Regions from separate parts of the Mus musculus genome. Here all the other regions are linked to region 1. A link is a contact called in public Hi-C and HiChIP or PLAC-seq data. All regions are on one chromosome and are shown on one strand. Each heading gives the region's core, a stretch centred on a gene start, on an enhancer-like site or on the middle of the called end of the contact. The rest is flanking DNA. Distances are from core to core; before and after follow the strand shown.

The links. Hi-C and Micro-C count contacts between places; a contact is called where the count stands out from the background. HiChIP or PLAC-seq counts read pairs in DNA pulled down with a chosen protein or histone mark.
Region 2: an H3K4me3 HiChIP or PLAC-seq map of pro-B cells shows a contact between it and region 1, with 5 times the contacts expected there. The contact joins the promoter of Zfp950 here to the enhancer-like site in region 1. A contact is called at or near these places in 1 of 39 promoter capture datasets (neutrophils), 1 of 15 datasets of contacts at CTCF or cohesin (pro-B cells), 1 of 484 Hi-C or Micro-C datasets (bone marrow-derived macrophages), 13 of 115 datasets of contacts at active chromatin or transcription factors (the 230-238 cell line, bone marrow-derived macrophages, cardiomyocytes and 4 more) and 3 of 9 other capture datasets (adipose tissue, liver and macrophages).
Region 3: a contact with region 1 is called in a Hi-C map of Sertoli cells, with 2.5 times the contacts expected there. The contact joins the promoter of Csf2ra here to the enhancer-like site in region 1. A contact is called at or near these places in 4 of 484 Hi-C or Micro-C datasets (the G1E-ER4 cell line, Sertoli cells, cortical neurons and 1 more), 5 of 115 datasets of contacts at active chromatin or transcription factors (acute myeloid leukemia, astrocytes, embryonic stem cells and 2 more) and 2 of 9 other capture datasets (adipose tissue and pancreatic islet).

What each region holds. Positions count from the first base shown.
Region 1 is chr19:60,836,673-60,840,115 of GRCm38.p6, reverse strand. It overlaps Sfxn4 (sideroflexin 4), which reads left to right. Exons shown (of 14, transcript NM_053198.4): 14 at 1,066-2,839. The coding sequence ends at 1,143. Among named protein-coding and RNA genes, the nearest start is that of Sfxn4, 23 kb to the left of the region's middle. Within about 2 kb of position 2,130, at least 16 of the 459 cell types and tissues checked have an H3K27ac peak or open chromatin away from gene starts, as enhancers often do. A contact at or near this core is called in Sertoli cells and pro-B cells, where this site is marked.
Region 2 is chr19:61,138,523-61,142,131 of GRCm38.p6, reverse strand. It overlaps Zfp950 (zinc finger protein 950), which reads left to right and starts at 1,292. Exons shown (of 3, transcript NM_001001737.2): 1 at 1,292-1,427. The coding sequence starts at 1,425.
Region 3 is chr19:61,226,682-61,230,275 of GRCm38.p6, reverse strand. It overlaps Csf2ra (colony stimulating factor 2 receptor, alpha, low-affinity (granulocyte-macrophage)), which reads left to right and starts at 1,858. Exons shown (of 12, transcript NM_009970.2): 1 at 1,858-1,937; 2 at 2,911-3,004; 3 at 3,092-3,246; 4 at 3,350-3,470. The coding sequence starts at 2,911.

The sequences.
Region 1 (3,443 bases), core at 881-3,380:
ACATATGGAAATTACTGTCTCGTGACAGATAATAAACGACAGAGGGGCTAGAACCAAGAAAGGCTTTCTGGAGAAGGAAGCCTCTGGAAATGGCTGGGATTGCACAGGCAGAAATGGAATTAAAAGAACTAGTTCCCAGTGGAAGAACAGGTAGGAGGAATGGACAGCATGACCCCACAGGATCATCTGGCAGGATGTAGAGACCAAAGTTAGCACTGCATCACCAGGCTGAGGAAGCAGGCAGTAGGCTTGAAGGGGTCATACAGGAGCCTTGCCAGACATATGAATCTCAGAGGGCAAAGCAGGGGCAGGAAGTAGGGTTTGTCTCTGCATTGCCTCAAAGATTCACCAGACCTTGAAGTAGGTGCTTGTTGACTCTAGGTGGGTAGTGATGATTCAATGGCAGTCTTGTGCTAATGGTATATATAGGGCTGCAAGGGGTCCAGCATCTCCTCAGATATCCCTGTAGTACATTTCTAGAACGTCAAGGAAAAGGGAGCCTATTCCTTCAGAGGTCCTCTGCTTGCCATCAGTTAATTAGTACATCCAACCTTGCAAGACTGGAAATAGACACTGGCTGTTAGAGGAGTCCACTGCTAACATTTGCTGGGATGTGATAACATTCCTTCCTGTGTACATGGTACCAGACTTGACCATCTGTAGTATCTGTAGTGGAGAATTTGTAGGTGAAATGCTCAAGGAACCAGGTGTATTCTTGTATTGACAGTATTTTAGAGGTTGATGCAGGAATAGACTAAGTTCAAGATCCTGTCCCAAAAACCAAAAAGGGGGAAACCCCACTACACTTACAGATGTGGAAATTGCTCCAGAAAATCAGATCAGCAGATTCTTCATAGCTATTGCTGAGTGATGATTATACAAGAGCTTATTATAGTCTCTTTGTATTTGAAAATTTCAATTTAAAAGTTCTAAGAAATGGTACTTCTTGTAATCAATTAGATATCATTGGAAAAGGTGTAAAAAAATGGGTGCTTTCAGAGTTTTTTAAAACTTGGCTTGAGGCATTTAAGCATGAATTTTGAAGAATGTGACCTTGTCTTTCAGATCCAGTGCAGTCAGCTTGAAGAGAAGATTCAATCTTCTACAGAAGAAAAGGAACTCTTCTATTACAGAGGGGTATAGGAACAAGTTTATCTCCTGTTTGGAAATCTTTGGCCCCTTAAAGAGCACTGCCATGGTCCTCAGGGTTCCCAGCAACACTTGTGCAGCAAGCTGGCTTCAGTGCCTGAGTCTAACCAAAAGAAGAGCAGCACCCAGGGGACTGCTGAGATGAAGTAAGAGTCAGCCCGGGGAAGGATAATGTGACCCTGTGAATAAACCTGTCTGGAGTTGAATACTTGAAAGAAATCATCAAAAGGTATACCTTATCTGGGGTACAAACACTACACTGATAGCCTCCAGATAGATACAAAACTCTGGTGAGCTCATTAAGGCTTCTAGTCCCTAAGTAGTCCTGTTTCCCTACTTATTTTATCTGATCCCACACTGCAAGCATTCTGTCTACTTCCCTGGTTTCTGTTGAAAGGACCCTGATACTTCTATTTCTAGAATAACTGAGGCCCCTAGCCAACAACAGCTTCCTGCTCAATACCAGTCCAGGTCTATATATAGTCAACTCTCTTAGGGATCCCCATCTCCCTTCCTCTGGGCCTTGCTCTGTAGTCACTGGGGCATCTCTGGCTTACTTCTCTCTATAGACTACTCCCAGGAGCATTGAAACTGCCTTAACAAACAAACAAACAAACAAACAAACCATACTTCCTAGCCAAAATTTCTTCTTCCTTCCTTCCTTCCTTCCTTCCTTCCTTCCTTCCTTCCTTCCTTCCTTCCTTCCTTCCTTCCTTCCTTCCTTCCGATTCTTCCTCCTTCTTCCCCAGTCCCTTCTTCAAGACAGGGTTTTTCTGTGTTGGTCACAGCCTACATTCTGCTGAGATGGCTCTCACCTAAGCCCCATCCAAGGCTGGACTACCATTCTGCCAGGCCCTCATACCCCAACCAGTTGCTACAGTGTACTTGGCTCTTTGGATGCCCCCACGGGACTCATGGTTGAGTCAACCATGCCTTATCTCAGCTCCCTAGTAACCTTGGGTAATGGTGACATCATTTACCCAGCTATGTCACTCAACCTCTTATCCCAGACAGGCATAATTTCATGTGTTAAGAACCCAAGGCTTCAGGTGCTGCTTCAGCTCAGTGCAATAGCACCCCCTGCTGGCATTGTCTTGTGGCTTTTTGCCTTGCTCTGGCTGCTCTCTGAAACCTCCTGCTTCTGTCTGGAGACAAAGTTCTGCTTCTTTTTTTTTTCAGATTTATTTATTTATTATATGTAAGTACACTGTAGCTGTCTTTAGACACTCCAGAAGAGGGAGTCAGATGGTTGTGAGCCACCATGTGGTTGCTGGGATTTGAACTCCAGACCTTTGGAAGAGCAGTTGGGTGCTCTTACCCACTGAGCCATCTCACCAGCCCCAAAGTTCTGATTCTTAACACCCTTAGAAAACCTCTATCTTATTCATCTCTTGTCATCCCCTTCTATGTCCCACAGAACCTAACATCTGGTTCCTCACATTAGTTTGTGGGCTTTTCTGTTTTTTTACTGCAACCGTTTCTTCTCTGGAGGCCTAGAGAGCTCACAGTATTGAGTGAGGTACCCCTTCCACTGGTTTCCATAGCACCCCATTTCTCTTATCAGACCTGCTCCCGGCCACACTACCTCAAGACCTGTTGCCTGGTCCTATTTCGTAGCAGACTGTCTTTAGAGAAGATGCATATTGTTTGGTTATTGTGATATTTTCACATTAAACTCACCAAAGGTGTCTACAGGACAGTTGCTTCAAAATTTGGTTTTAAAAAAGTATCACAGCAGTCCAAAGAGTCAAAATTAGAAACAATGACCTACCAAGTAGCTCAGTGCAGCCATAGGTGGACACTACACAGAATTAAAGGTAGAGAATCATGGGCTAGAAAAATGGCTCAGCGTTTGAGTGTGCTTGCTGCTCTTGCAGAGGTTGTGGACTCATTTCCCAGCACCCATGTAGCCAGATGTCAACTCCTGTGTCTCCAGCTCCAGGAGGATGCAGTACCCAAACATGTGGCATATACAAAGGCACACATATATACAAATAAGTTTTAGAAAATGTGTGTGTGGACAAGATCAGGAGAATAAGGAATGTATGGTGGCCATATCTACAATCCCAGCACCCAGGAAATGGGCAGATTTCTAAGAGTTTGAGGCCAGCTTGGTCTATGTAGCAAGTTCCAGACCAGACAGAACTACATAGTGAGATCCTGTCTCAAAAAATAAAAGGTGAAAAAAATAAAAATAAAAGGTAGGGGCTGGAGAGATGGTTAGAACACTGTCTGCTTTTCCAGAGGTCCTGAGTTCATGACCACATGATGGCTCACAACCATCTGTAATGGGA
Region 2 (3,609 bases), core at 43-2,542, 300 kb before region 1:
TGGACTTAGTGCAGTTCTTTTTGTTCAGAAACACTGTACCCCTGAACTTTTTTTTTTTTTTAAACTGCACTAAAACTTTGCCATTGGTAAGCCACTGAGCTGATGTGCAGCAGGGCAGGGTAGAATATGATAGGGGTGAAAGGAATTTCCCCACTGCCCTCTGAAGGTTTGCTGGAATACAATGTCTAGGATAAATTAAATGGGAGAAAAGTGTGTGAATGCGTTATTGTCCTTAAGTACAGCCCAACGTGATTCAGAAAGTTTTTGGCCCCACTCTTTCTAGGAGAATTGAAGTACAGGAAATGTCAGAAAACAACATGCTGGGTTTTTCTCTTCTTCTTGTTGAGCTTTTTTATTTTGTTTTTATTATCAACCTTATACAAGTGGAGCTCATCTTCAAAGAGGACTTCTTTCCCACCCAAACCACCCCATGCAAAAGCAAGAGGTTTATTTTCCAGAGCATTGAGACGAGTTAATAAGAAGGCGACCCCAAATGGCCATTACAGTTTTTATACTTTTTAGGAGCACAGGTTACACCAGCAAGATTATACCTCAACCTTATTGGCTAAGCATATTGACCTTTAAACCTATTGGCTAGCAAGCATGACAGGTATTTGAACTCTACCTGGGACTTTCCCGAGGGTCAGGTAACTATCAGTCAGTTTTTTTCCACCTTCCCAAGGAGGAAGATGTGCTGGCTAACAATAGTGCTCCATAGTGTTTGTCATCTATTTCTTGCTTTTGTCCCCCAGCGTTGTCTCATACTTACCAGGTGAAAAATAGCTGCTGCAGTTTACCTAAACATCTTATTATCTTATTTCCTAAAATCTCTCTTTAATTGTTAATACCCTGGGCATCCTTCCACTTGAGGACCAGATTGAAAACTCTACTGCAAGTTGAGTAATGGGCTATGTAAAGGCTATTCCAGGAGGAAGAAGGAAGTGCCTCCGGAGTACTGAGGGGAGTTCAAGCAAGGGCTGAAGTGGCAAGGTAGTGAGTGCAGGATCTATTGCCACAAAGGGAGGAGCAGGTGGCTGAGCAGCGGAAACTGGAGTGGTGGTTCCTCCCGCGGGGCTGGGTGGGAAGACAGACAGGTAGGATATTGGAGGACAGGCACAAGTGCTACTGAAATGTACATCTCTGCACATCTGGAAAACCTTTTGCCCTGGACTGGAAGCCTGAACCGGGAACTTCTAAGTTGTGTACGTCAGCACGCTCTTACCCTAAGGGAGGTGCTCAAGTCACACAAGACTCACTGGCCAATCAGAGGCTTCAGATGGACCTGCCAGTCAGAAAAGGAGGAGGATTCATCCGGGTGTCGAGCAGCAAGTTCCGCTCTGAGACTGAGCAGTCTTGAAGGTTTCTGTGTGATGTACTCTGAACTCTGCTACTGGGTACTGTGAGGGACGCTCTGAAGTCGCGACATGGTGAGCACAGGGTCACTGCCCACAATGGGGAAGAGCAGGCTGCTGAGCCTCGGGAGCTGTTGTGGTGGGTCTTCCCTGGGGCTAGGTGGGAAGTGTCAGCCAGATGCGGCTACCTGTCAGGTCCCTTGTGGTCATAGTCATTCCCTGGATCCGGCGGTAGCCACTGAATAACTTCACTATGGGAGCTGTGACTGGGCAAAACTTTTAGAGTTGGGACTTGTGTGTAGAAACATCCTTGGCAGGATGCCAAACTCGGAGAGCCCTAGTTTCCCTTTTGTCTTCTACATTTAATATTTAGATGTAAGATCCATTTGGACTTAAGTTTGTGGAGGTTGTAAAAGGCATCTCATGCATTGGGTAGCAATCCAATATTAAGCTGAGATGTAGAAGAGTAGAATTGATGATGTAAAGGATCTACCAATGCTTAGGAGATAGTAGAATTTACTTCAGGGAGAACTGCTATAAACACTCCACAGATAAGTAGTGTGCTAACCAGACCTGTTAGAGATTAGGATACTAGGATACACATGTTTATTCACGAAGATTATCCAGAAATTTGGCTCTAGACCATAGCAAAGAAGACACCTCTTATTTACAACTAGCCACTAAGCCCATCCTCATATAAAAGAGCAGGCCTTTAGCAAACTGCTCAAGGAGGCATTACATGGTCACAACCAACATTAAAGCCTGGTGTGCCATAAAGACCCAGTTTTCTTCTTGAGAAAACCATAGTTCTGCCACACAGGCAAGACTACACCAGGTGACAACCATTTGAAAACAAAAAACATTGTTGTGTCAAGGGCTAGCTTAATCAAGCAAGGCTTTCCATGAGGCCCTCAGATATGGAGAAGGAAACCCAGGAACATGCTTTTCAGAGCCAGTAGCAGACTGAGGCCTGGACCTGGAGAGTTTTTCCTAAGGACCTGATGAATTGAGAATAAAATAGAGCTCCTCTAAAGCAAGGGATATGCTTGTGAGAACTGTTAGTGGTCTGGGGCTCTGGGAGGGGTTGCTTCACATCCTGAACCAACTCTTCCTACCACATGGGACTGTGGCTATCAGTCCTAAATCCACTGTCAGTAATGTTCTTGAGATACCCTGTGTCCTGCTTTGGACCGCTGTTTATTAGACACCTTCTGAGTTTGTCCCATTGTATGATAGTTGCTGCTGATTTCATAGAAGTCTACCATTTTTTTCCATTTCCCTTGTTAGTAGTATACAAGATGCTATTCTTAAGAAGCTTACTTAGCATAAGACATAGTTTGTGTGAGACCTCCCATACCTAGCTTTTATACTTTCTACCTTCTACTTTTCCTATCCTTTTCATCCTCAGGGATCTTCCACTTAGAACCTTGTTACTCAAGAATAATCTGCTGGTCGGTCAGTGGTGGTGCACACCTTTAATCCCAGCACTTGGGAGGCAGAGGCAGGCGAATTTCTGAGTGTGAGGCCAGCCTGGTCTACAGAGTGAGTTCCAGGACAGCCAGGGCTACACAGAGAAATCCTGGTATACTTAAATATTTATGTTAGTATCTTTGCTGTGTAAATCTCCCATTTAAGTGGCTAGACTTGCAGACTCCAGTCCATATTTAAATTGTTCAAAACATAACCTGAGGCCTGAACCTAAAAGACACTTAAGGGTGACAGCAAATGTGGAATGTAAAATCTCTTCTCTGCTGCCTCCTCTTTGAACATTAGCCAGCACTGCATGCATCCTGTCATTAAAGACATTTTTCTTAACTAAACTTTTTTGTGTACAGTGATTTCTCCATGGGAAGACATGTTTATTCTAGGACAGCTTCATTTTCAGCCTTTTAGAAAAATATTTCTGAGATAAGCTATGTTGACTCAGGTCACATTGCTCCCCAGGGCAATGACCTTGCTTTCCTCTTGATTAAACTTCCCAAGTTCTTTACTTAAAAGGCTGTACCACAACAGAGTTTTTAAATTTCCCATTAGAGTCATGTATTGAACTGTCCATTGCAGTAACAGGAAAAGGATTTGTTTGTGGAGCATGGCAGAACAGACCAGAATAGGAAGAACAGTTTATTGTACACACTGCAGGGTGAGACAGGATAGACAAGAGCTAGATCACATACTAAAGTTTAAGGTAGTCAGCTGCAGAGGTCACCATTATGAAGAAGGAACTGACTCAGGCAGGGTAAGTAATTTTGTAATTTTC
Region 3 (3,594 bases), core at 609-3,108, 390 kb before region 1:
CCATTGTTTTTTTTTGGGGGGGGCGTCTTTGTCAAAGATGAAGTGACCATAAGTGTGTGGTTTTATTTCTGGTTCTTCAATTCTATTCCACTGATCAACATGTCTGCCTCTGTACCAATACCATGTTGGGGACAAAATAAAGGGGAGGCCTGGGGTGGGGGTGGGGGTAAGTAGGATAGGAAAAAGATACCCACACCCCGCCAGAGTTTCCCTATTCTCTGGTCAGTCAGGTGTGGGAGGGCTGCTACCTACCCTATTTACTCATCCCTGGGTGGGCATTCCTCTATCCCACTCTTCAGGGGGTGGCCAAGGGGCAGCCCTGCCACGGGACCCCCCACCCAGAGCTACTTTGCTAAAGCCACCAGGGTTGTGGGAGAGAGGGAATGGGGGAAGAAGTTCCCAACACTAACCAGAGTGTGCAGTGGGCCTTGATGGAGCAGAGCAGAGACTCTATGGTTTAAGAGCTTTATTATAGAAATTCAGGGGAAAGAGAGAAGGTAGAAGAGAGAGGAGAGGGGGGAGGGAGGAAAGGCTAGAGAGAAAGAGAAAGAAGGAGAGAGGAGAGGAAAGAAGAAGACAAAGAGAAAGGGAAGAGGAGAGAAGTGAGAGAAGTGAGAGGTGAGAGGACAAAGGAGTAAGAGAGCGAGGTGGGGGCTAAGCACCCCTTTTTATGGTCTTCCCTGTTGCTAGGTAACTGGGGAGGAGTTTAGCCTGAAGGTCAGATTGACCATGCTTCTCTTGGGGCTGTGGGAGGTGGTAAGGAGCATGAGGGAATGCCTACCGTGTCATGAGGGTGAATTATGACTATCGGGGTTCAGACCTCAGATCGACTGGAGACCAGCCTGCAATTCCCCACAATACCATGTAGGTTTTTAAAACTAATAAAATTTATCTTAAAACATACAACTCAGTATTGATATTTTTAAAGTCATTAAAATAATTCATAATAGTTTAAATGCCTCTTAAATGTACATGACATCTTCGGAAGCAGACATTAATACACACTCTACCAGTTTTTAAAATCTGTTTGGAACATTAAACACGACAGAAAATCTCTCATGAGTCCTCTGTGGACAGAAATTGTGACGAGTTCCTGATTTTACAGAAACGTCCATCTCCGCGCAGTGTGTGTGTGTGTGTGGCTTCACAGAATGAGCTGGGTGGAAGCATCCACCAGGCCCGCCTGACCCTGGGCTGTCTTGGGTGGGAGACTTCACAGCTGTCTCTGGGTTCTGGGTCCTGGGACCGTTAGGTGGCTTCCGTGATTTTAACTGTGGTGCCTGTGCTGTGTAGAAAATTGTCCGTTTCATCCAGATTTGGTTTTCCCCAATTTGGAAATTAACGATGACGCAAGGAGATGTGAACCTAAGGATCACCTGTTGAACCTAACCCTTATCAATATGATCAACAGGATCAAGACTTTGCATGTCAGAGTCTTCCCACTGTGTAAGCGCGTGCTCACATGTGTGGTCACACTGTGTGCATCAGGGTAAGACTGTCGGTGATGTCACACTGTGCTGAGTGGTCACACTGTGTCCACAAGGGGTCAGATGCAGTGACTGACGTCACACCGTGTGTAGCCAGGCTGTGTGCGTGGCAGTGTGACGCGCCCGAACAGCCACACAGTAGGCTCACGTCCCGGTGTGCTGCCCCACTGCACGAGGTTGCATGGCGTCACACAGCGGGCCAACCGCCTGGCGCGTATACTTACTGTGCGCATTTGACATCATGCTGCCTGCACGGGACACTCGGACCCCGCCCCCGGTGACGTCACCGGGCCCCACCCAGCCACCCACCCCTGCCTGCCTTGTTCCTTCCCCTCTAGGTTTCCCAACCTGCAGATGAGGAAGAGGAAGCGGGAGACAGACGGACAGACGGACGGACACAGACGCTGCGCCCAGGCCTCACCATCCATCGCAGGAAGCCCCCTGTCTCAGGTCAGAGCCCCTCCACCCCTTTCCACCTCACCCTGCCTGACATGACGTCACCCAGAAGCCCCTCCCACCTGGCCCTACTGTGTGCCCAGCACACCCTGGGGTTTAGAAAACGATGGGGCTAGGGGACGGAGAGACCGGAAGGGGGGGGCAGTGGGACATGCAGACCTACTGTGTGTGCCCTGGGTCTCGGGTACAAGGTCCCCACCACCCGTGGGTCTGAGCCCTGGGGATGGTTTGGGGTGGGGTCAGAGGTAACAGAGGCCAAGGGGGGCTTAGAAGCCGGAGTTGGGGGGCGTGGCCTCCGCCTGCCAATCCCCCGCAACCTCTGACCTCTGTGTAGTACTGGGGTCAGGAGATGTGGTTCACCTCCAGGAGTCAGGGGTCTGGAGATGGTGGAGTTGAGGCAGGGGGATGGCTTCAAGTGCGTTTCCTCCAAAGCCCGGGGCGGGGGTGGGGGGTGGGGGAAGCGGGGAGTTGCGGATCGCCCCTAAGCCCGACTGCGGAGACCCCGCGGACGCCGCCCCCGCCCTCCCCACTCCCCGCGAGCGAGCGTCCTTGGCCCGACAGGAAGTGGGGACTGGAGAAAAGGAAGTGGCTGCAGCTGAGCTTGGAGCACGGCGGGGTTGGGGAAAGGCGGGTCCAGGCGGCGGTGGAGCGTGAGGGGGAAAGGGTCTGACCTACACACAGTCAGGCCACAGGCAGGCAGGGCGACCCCCGATCCCCTCGACCGCCTCCCCACCGCGCGGACAAAGCGGGTCCACATATAAGCAAAGATTCACGGGGAATCAATAGGATAACGTCACCAAGAGAGGAGCTGAGACAGGGGCATGGCTCAGATGGCAGAGCCCAGCCTCTGTACCCACCACAAATCATGCTGTAGTGAGTGGGTGGGACGGGGCCAGAGAATGCCCCGCCCACCCTAGTGCGCCAGACAGGATAACACCTCGGCTCTGCCCACTCATCTGACTGACAGATGACGTCATCACATGCCATGAACATCACCCCCCTGGCTCAGCTCGCCCTGCTCTTCTCCACGCTACTGCTTCCGGGAACTCAGGCCCTTCTGGGTTAGTGACGCTAGGTGGGCGGGGTCGGAAGTCACGGTGGGCGGGGCCGCGTCCAACAGAGCCACCTCACCCTCCTCCCCCTTCCAGCTCCGACCACACCGGACGCCGGCTCCGCCCTCAACCTGACCTTCGACCCCTGGACTCGGACGCTGACCTGGGCCTGCGACACCGCCGCGGGGAACGTCACGGTGACGTCATGCACCGTGACCTCGCGGGAGGCGGGGATACACCGGCGAGTCTCGGTACGTGGGGGTAGGGAGAGAGGGCCTTGTCCCGCAATGATGTCACTTCCGGTCGTGACCCCAATGCGCTCCCCCACCCTCCCACTCCCTGTCCCCCCCGCAGCCCTTCGGTTGCCGCTGCTGGTTCAGGAGGATGATGGCGCTGCACCACGGTGTCACGCTGGATGTCAATGGCACGGTCGGGGGCGCGGCCGCGCACTGGAGGCTGAGCTTCGTCAACGAAGGTGGGCAGGGCCGGGAGCGTCCCGGTGACGTCATCGCTCGCGAACGCCGGCAAGCGATGACGTCACCGCCGGCAACCGGCGTCGTCATCGCCAGCAACCAGCGACGACGCCTGGCGACTTCCGG